3 separate regions of the Hordeum vulgare genome follow, and regions 1 and 3 are each linked to region 2. The links are chromatin contacts, called in public Hi-C maps. All regions are on one chromosome and are shown on one strand. The core of a region is the stretch at or near the end of the contact, and the rest is flanking DNA. Distances in the headings are between cores, read along the strand shown. Region 1 holds the start of LOC123440163 (polyamine oxidase 1). Region 2 holds the start of LOC123444249 (V-type proton ATPase subunit B 2-like). Region 3 holds the start of LOC123444247 (WD-40 repeat-containing protein MSI4-like).

Region 1 (2,700 bases), core at 117-2,616, 540 kb before region 2:
ACGACACCGAATCCCAGCCGCTCAACGGCCTCACGCTTGAACTGCGGGAGCGGCGGGTCGAAGGCGATTGCGCCCGTAGCCGTAGCGGACACGTCCTTGCCGATGCTCGCCTTGAGGACGCCCAGCGAGACCGTGAGGATGACGTGGTCGGCGGTGAGCGTCGTCGTCGCCTCGCCGGCGAAGTGGAGGCGCACAGGTGTTTCGCCCCAGTCGAGACGACGGAGGCGGAGGCCGAGCCGGACAGTGCCGGGCGGGAGCGCGGCCACGAGGTGCTCCACCACGCGGGTGTACCCGCCGGGGATCGTGACGTGGTCGCCGGGGAAGTCGCGATACTCACCCTCAGCCGGGAGGTCAAGGTCGCCGAGATCGTCGGCGGAGGTGTCCGTGCGTTCCCGGTTGATGTGCATGCCGAGCAGCGCCTCCTCGACCTCCTCCAGCTCCTTGCGCCCGCCCGGGCGCCTCGCCTGGTACGCTCGCAGCCCCCGGCGCAGGTACTCCTCCACACCGCCCCCTTCGCCGACAGCCTCACCGGCACGCGCAGCCTCCATCATGCCCCTGTACAGCTCCTCGATCGGCTTGGCCACCGTGTTGGCATCGACGACGCCGCCGCCCTCGGCGACAGTCAGGACGCCGTCAGGGAACCCGTCCATGCGCTCGTACGGGAGGTCTGCGGCCTCCTCCCGGAGCGCGCCCGCTTCCCGCGCCAGTGCGTACACGGGGCTCCCGAGGATCCCCTGCACCCACGTAGCGCCCATCTCGAGACGATGGTCGGCAAACTCAGACGTGAACACCCGGCCGCCAGCGCGGCAGCCAGCCTCCACCACCACCACCTCGAACTTTTCCCGGCCGGCGCCGCATAGCTGCTGCGCCGCCGAGAGTCCGGCTATGCCAGCGCCCACTATGACAATCCGCGGCTTCTTCTCAACCATCCTCGCCTGCCGCGCCCGCGGCTCGCCGACGTTTTCGCACTGGTCAGTTGTCACTCCCGGAGCCTGATCCTCTGTCGTTGAGAAGGGAATTCAGAGGTGACTTTCCTTCACAAAAATGAACGCCGGCACTGCTAAAGAAGAAGGTTAGAAAAACATACTTTGCCCACGCCTCAGCCCTCAAATCAACCACCGCCGCCGCCGTTGATTCGTCGTCTCGCGCGACCATCGCCTCCTCGTCGTCCGTGTCTCCGATCTCCGGTTCTTTGACGAGTAAATAGTTGAGAAGAAGCCGAAGCCGATGATCTCGGCTTCCAACGGAGGCACTGAATTAGCCGCGCATTGAAAAAAATCGGTCATACGGACGATTTTTATTTTCTAAATGCGGTCCTTAGAGGTACGAATCTCATTAAAAAAGATTGAAGAGAGTTGTCCGGTTAATAATGGAAAAACCGGGTTAAAATGGTCACAATGCGCCCGCCACAACAGGCCATACAAGGCGACCTGACAACCTTCACAATAACGCACACACGCCGTCTAGGGAAAGAGCTCTGTCGAGGTTGTAACCCGGCGTCATCGTCATCACGCCTCCGCGAGGACGACTCCGACTTCACCATCGACGACCACCGATGTAGCCTCCACCACAGACAAGCGTAGAGGCATGCGTCGGACAACGCCAAACATTTCACCACACGCGCCGGCGACCAGACAGCTTCGACTCAGTCGACGAGTATTGAAGGAAGAAAAACACTGGACCTGTGCCGAGTCAGCGCCAGAACCGACCACCCATCTTCACGTCATCGTCGCCGCAAGGATCCCCCTCAAACAGCTCCGACTTCAGAAGACAAGAGAGGCACGGTGACCCGTCGGACACGCCGGACGAGACCGACTATCAGAACCCAACATCAAAACCTTCTCAGCTTGAAGGGGCCATCGTTGCCACACAAGAAGCCGCGCAGATCATCCGCATTGTCGGACGAGCCCCAAACGACCGCAATGTCGCGAGCGTCTAGCCCCTGGAGAGGGCAATCGAAATCCAAAGCTCTTCAAGAGGACGCCCCCAAGGAGGAAGCGACGATGCCGACGCCGTCGTCCAGCCCAACTGGGCCTAAGGTTTTCACCCGAAGAACTGGATCCGAGGGTGTGTAGGGAGAGAACTCCTCAACGGTGCCTCCAAGATGGTGAGATGACGTCCACAGACGCCGACACCGTCGGCTGGCAAGCTCTTGCCCGGCAAGCTTTCACCCGGAGCACCTCCCAACAGCACAACCCCACGCACAGCACCTCCGCTAGCCCACACGCCTCCCACGAAGCCACCGCGCCAGCGGCACCAGAGAGCCACCAAGCATCTCCTCCACGCAGCACCACAGCAGCCCCCAACGACACGTGATCTCAGTCCTGCCGAATCCGCCGCACTCCCTAGCCACTTCAATCATCACCTTGGGACGCTGCCTCGGCTTCCTCCGCCGCAACATGCAGCCATGGCAGGCCCCGCAGCATCACCGCCTGGAGCAGCGGAGCAGCGCCGCCCCCGCTCTCGAGACGGCGACCGAGGGGTCCCGCCGCTGCCGCACTGCGATGGCTTTGCCCGCGACGCCTCCAGCGGCGGCGAATGGAGAGGGAGGCGCGAGGGACCTGCTCGAGCCCGCAGGGGCGCCCCAGTGCGGCCCGACACGGCCGCACGAGAGCGGAACAGGAAGAGGGGAGGTCCCGATTCGAACTCCGCCGCGGGGAGAGAGCCGGTGAAGACGGCGCCAGGCTTCGGGATGGATGG
Region 2 (2,700 bases), core at 86-2,585:
TTGATATCTTTACCTATTAATGGAGGAAGGAGTGCTTATGTCCGTTTGTTATCGAAACTATCCCTAAATTTGCAAAATAACATATAAGTGATAAAAAAATGTTTTACAAAGAGAAATCTGGGACTGGGCCGGCCCATTCAGTAGGAACCTTTTATAGTGCGCTCCACGCTAGGTGAAGACACACCACGCTTCTTTTGGGCCGGCACATGTACGTGTGACCTGCTTTTTAAATTTCGTTTTTATGTTTTATTTTTCTTTTCCATCATTTTTGTTCTACTTTAAATAAATTGAAAATTCATTAAAGTTTTCAAATTAAGAAATGATAATTTCGAAATAAAATATTTCATAATTCATAAATGTTTGTGGATTTATAAAATATTTGTGATTTTCAAAAAAATCTGCTGATTATTGAACATTAATGAATTAAAAAATACATTCATGATTTTTTTTCTAAAGTTCATGTGTTAAAAAATGCCAATGAAATTGAACAAATATTCTCAAATTAAAAAAATCATGAATTAAAAAATATCCTAAAAATTAGAAATCTGTTCGTAAATTAAAAAGTAGTTTATTGCTTCATGAAATGTTCGCTGATTCAAAAAAATCATGCATTTCATTTTTTTATCAATTTCAGAAAATGTTCGTTGATTCTAGAAATATTCGCCTACTCAATAAAATTGTTTAAAGAAATGTTTGCATTTAAAAACATTTGTTTGCAAATGGTATAAAACGTTCATGAATTCAAAAAATGTTCATGATTCTAGAAAATGTCGAATTTGAAAACGTTGATGATTTCAAATATGTTTACGAGTTTAAAAATATATTCATGATCTTCAAAAATTGCTCACAATTTCACGAAAATAAAAATAATGGTGTATCTCGGTGATGCAGCAAAATATGATTATGGTCATTGAAGATTATGATTTTTTTTCTTTACAATGCACGGGTTGTGCTGCTAGTGATAAATAAGGCTGAGTGCATCAATCAGTTAAAACTTGGCCGAGTTTAAAAAGAAAACTTGAATAGGCCTTTTAGAAAGAAAAAAACTTGAATAGGCCTGAATCATCAAGAAAGAAGGAATCCTTAAACTTCAAAAAAAAGAAAAGAGGAAGGAATCCCTTCGGGTCTTCCCGACAGCTCTGCTACACGTGGGCAACGTGAGCCGCTCGACTTCTACTCCAGGCGCCTCCTCTCGGTGGGACCCACTCAAGCAGATCTACTAGGTCGCGTCGATCTACACCGTCCACGACAACCTATCGCACCAGGCGGACGGTCAAGATCTTTCGAGATCACGGATCAGAGAACGTCGCTGGACAAAGCAGCTAATCAAATCAAATCGCATCGCCAGCCACAGAGCCCGGGGGAACGACACATCGTGAGCGATCCTTGAAGCCGCCCACAGGCGACAGCCAAGCTCCGCCGCGCCTGCGCTTCCGATCGAATCCGAGGTACGCGCGCGCCGCTCGGATCTCGCCCTCCTCCTCTTCCTCCTCCGCGCTCGATCGGTTCGGCACGTTTAAGCTCTCTCTCTCGCGCGCGCTAGAGATTTGCTCATTTGAGTTTCTTGTAAGAACGAGCAGGCCGGTGGCACCGGGCAGCAATTCTGCGTTTCGAATCGGCTCCGTTGGGGGCAGGTTTTCAGGCTCTCGTGCATTTTTCGCCCGGTCATGTGTCTTCCTCTGCGTGCGCGTGCAGTCTGCGATGTCTCCGGAGTTCGGTCATGGGATCAACCGATGTAGAAGTCTGTCGACTAGTCAACGACACGGTGAGGGAGGGACGGGATCGTCAGAGCTTTGCTGTCTCTAGGAGCTTTATGGTGTTGCTGAAGAACCGATGTAAGGCCCAGATTTTGGTAGCTGTTGAGTCTGTTTTGGTGTTCTGAAACTGTGCCTTATAGTGAGCTTGGTGCGTGGTTACGGTCTCCCATGTATGTGAAATTAGAGCTAGTAATGCCGACATAGCTCACATGATCGTCGTGTTGTGCTAGCTAGCTTTTGTTTCTGAACTACTAGTACCACTTGCCAATAAACGGGACTAAGTAAGTCGTAACTGGCTTCTATATTCCCCATGTAATCGAAACCATAACTTTTTCAGGGTACGGTTGATATTTTTTATTCGAATACCATTATCTAGCTTATATTCCGGAGAGTATACAGTTCCAGTGACAAATGTGTTAGATCACGATTCCGGTGTTTTATATGCCCGGCAGCTTTGTTAATCAATTTCCTAGAGCACTGTGGGGCATGAAAAGATACAAGCATTAAAGAGTAATTTTAGTAATTGAACTAGCAGTGATCGAAGGATTTCCTTGATTTGAAATGTATTATGTTAGCTTAGTCTAATCTGTTGATGTTGGTATATCAGGCTTCTCCTAAATTTCAAGAACATGGTTGTTGCTAATGGCAATGTCGACATGGAGGAAGGGACCCTTGAAATCGGGATGGGTATGCACTTTCCCTTTATCTCCATATGAGTGTATCTTCACATCAGTGATAATCTAGTGAAGATAATCAACACCTGCTAACAGTTCTCTTTGTATTGCAGAGTATAGGACAGTTTCTGGAGTTGCTGGTCCTCTTGTGATTCTTGATAAAGTGAAGGTATCCTCACTTCACACCACTTTGCGTGATTTAATATTTGATAGTAATTTTTTGATCCTGAAGCTGTAATTTTAGGGTCCTAAATACCAAGAAATCGTCA
Region 3 (2,703 bases), core at 171-2,670, 680 kb before region 2:
TATAGGGAGGTTGTCAATCTCCGGCCTTGTAGTTTGCAAAGGATCAAAACACAAGCGGGAAGGTAACAGTGATTGCAACGGAAAAGTAAAGAAAACGGTAAACGATGGAGGTGTAAACAATGGAGGTGATATGGACCGGAGTCACATGACGTTCACTAGTGATGTCTCTCTCCCAAAAGATGATAAACAACTATGCTAGGGTAAACAAATCACAGTTGGGCAATTAACAGAATTATGATCGCACCGCAATGCTAATTAGCTAGCACCCAATGCTACATGGTTAGTGAGGCCGGACCATCCATCGTGTCATATGCTAGTCTGATTGATTGCGCGTCCACACACCCCTTTCGACTAGGGACCATTTAGGACACTCATCATACAATGCATAGTCTCACAAACAAGTCACGTACTTGTTAATACACAACATTGATAATATCGAAGGACTATCTTTATTCATAAACACATAAGAAATATCATCATACATGATTGCCTCTAGGGCATATCTCCAATAAAGAGCACCCGAAAAACTTGATACCAACCACCAATCAGATTGTCGTGTATATTTGATGCATATGATTTTCATTGCACTTGGTACATAAAAGCTTGGGCCTTCTCCCTTTTGGGTTCTCATCATTATTATCTTGCACAGTTTTATAATCATTGTTTTAATATTGCTAAGCTATTTTGTACTACTATTTTTCTCATGCACACATGCGGTGGAATAAGTTATATTCCATGTCCATCGGATTGGATAATTATATGGTTTTCAATTTTTGCCTCAAACACGTAGAAGGAGTTCAATAATGTGTTCTTCTTGACTAATTAGTACACACATTCTCGCAAGCATTAGGCCTTTTTATTGTAAGAAAGTAGATATGAAGGGATATTTACAAACATCTCAATGTCTTTTTATGGTAACACTAAACAATATACCATATGTATATCTTTATTTACACAAATGCATGCATTATGCATGTATGATATTGTATCAAAAACTACATCGTGATCAAAATAAAGTACTCAGTAGCAGATTGTTTGATAAGATATAGCCATGCTGAGTGTATCACAGTTGTGTATGGCGAGGAACTCTTACCTCTTGATTACAACTCTATCTATCATAATGAAATAAACTCCTTTTCTCCCCGCAAAAAGACAAAAGAAGGAACTACTTGAATGCATTTTTGGTTGAGTAGTTGATTCTTGATAGTATCACGAGAATATGTCACCCATGTATACATGACGGTTTCCCGCTGCAATGCACGTGCACTCACCTGGTGTTTTTTCTCTGAGGATCAGTGTTTTTTTATGATGAGTCTCAAAAAATGTCCGCTTTCTTTTTTGAGGGGTGAAAAAAAAATGTCTGCCAGAAGATCGGGAGCTAGACAAACAGCCCAACTTTGTGAAGCCCATAATATTCTCCGACACCAAACACGAAATGGCTCAGCCCATTTGCACACCGCATCTGTTACCGTTTTCACTCCAGCCGCAGCCTAGATACTCCTCTGCGCCTTGGTACTTCGCACCGAGCGGGAGGCAGACAGGAACAGACTCCCAGAGAGCACTCCCCCTGCACAGAGCGAGAGCGAGGGCGGAGCAGTCGTCGGCGGCGGCCAGCAGCGGAGCGGAGATGAAGGAGAGAGGCGGGTCGAGGGCGGCGGTGGACGAGCGGTACGCGCAATGGAAGTCGCTCATCCCCGTCCTCTACGACTGGTTCGCGAACCACAACCTCGTCTGGCCGTCCCTCTCCTGCCGGTAATCCTCGTTCCCTGCGGCCTCCTCTGCTGCTTCCCCTCTCCATTCCCGCCGTTACTTGGGCCCAGGCGTTGTGCTCGCGTAGATTCATATGGGGCTAGGGTTTTGTCGTCACGGACGTATCTAGGGTTTTGCTCTGTGTCTGTGCAGCCACTGCATGCGGTATCTCCAGATCTGTGGCGTGGCTACTGCCTGGCTGGTATGGTGAGCAGAGCGGAAGCTTTGGGTCGAGTTATTGCCCTAAGGTCCTAGGGTTTTGGGTTCTGTAATTTTTTCTGTGGTGGCATGCGAGTATTTCAGATGGGGGTTTGGTGTTTGTGTTCATGTAATGCTTGCCTTGATGAGCTGTTTCGATGCGGCGGCTCCTGCCAGTGTCAACCATTTTATCTTGTAAATATGATTGCTTGCCATCTATATAGTGAGCACGATTTGATGATATTGCTTTATGAGCATCGGCTCTGTGGTGCATTCTTACTCACCAACTGGTACTTCGAAGCTAATAATATCTCAGATTGGTGGCATTCTGTTTTGAAGCATGCTTGTTTGATTTTGCAGCAGTTCTGACCTTCAATAGTGGTTCTGCAACTAATTTATTTGCTGATCTGTTGGTTTGTTTGGGAACAGGTGGGGTCCTCAGTTTGAGCAGGCTACCTATAAGAATCGCCAGCGCCTCTACCTATCAGAGCAGGTGACCTTCAAAAGTCCTCAGTTTGAATGCTTTCACAAACAGATTTTTAGCATATGCGACTGATTGTTAGGTTTTGTTACATAATGAGTATTTATATTTTCTTATTCAGATCTAACCATAGTATTTTTTTTTCATCCTGAGGTGCTTTCAGACAGATGGGAGTGTCCCCAATACCCTGGTCATTGCAAACTGTGAAGTTGTCAAGCCACGGGTTGCAGCTGCAGAACACATATCACAGGTTATTCAGTGTTCAATGGCTTTCC

What was found. Hi-C and Micro-C count contacts between places; a contact is called where the count stands out from the background.
Region 1: a Hi-C map of seedling shows a contact between it and region 2, with 2.8 times the contacts expected there. The contact joins the promoter of LOC123440163 here to the promoter of LOC123444249 in region 2. A contact is called at or near these places in 2 of 6 Hi-C or Micro-C datasets (leaf and seedling).
Region 3: a Hi-C map of seedling shows a contact between it and region 2, with 5 times the contacts expected there. The contact joins the promoter of LOC123444247 here to the promoter of LOC123444249 in region 2. A contact is called at or near these places in 2 of 6 Hi-C or Micro-C datasets (leaf and seedling).

Annotation. Positions count from the first base shown.
Region 1 is chr3H:458,389,491-458,392,190 of MorexV3_pseudomolecules_assembly, forward strand. It overlaps LOC123440163 (polyamine oxidase 1), which reads right to left and starts at 1,367. Exons shown (of 2, transcript XM_045116736.1): 1 at 1,088-1,367; 2 at 1-1,000. The coding sequence starts at 929.
Region 2 is chr3H:458,924,529-458,927,228 of MorexV3_pseudomolecules_assembly, forward strand. LOC123444249 (V-type proton ATPase subunit B 2-like) reads left to right here and starts at 1,336. Exons shown (of 15, transcript XM_045120914.1): 1 at 1,336-1,448; 2 at 2,365-2,444; 3 at 2,545-2,600; 4 at 2,676-2,700. The coding sequence starts at 2,387.
Region 3 is chr3H:458,248,103-458,250,805 of MorexV3_pseudomolecules_assembly, forward strand. It overlaps LOC123444247 (WD-40 repeat-containing protein MSI4-like), which reads left to right and starts at 1,421. Exons shown (of 15, transcript XM_045120912.1): 1 at 1,421-1,752; 2 at 2,377-2,440; 3 at 2,592-2,678. The coding sequence starts at 1,436.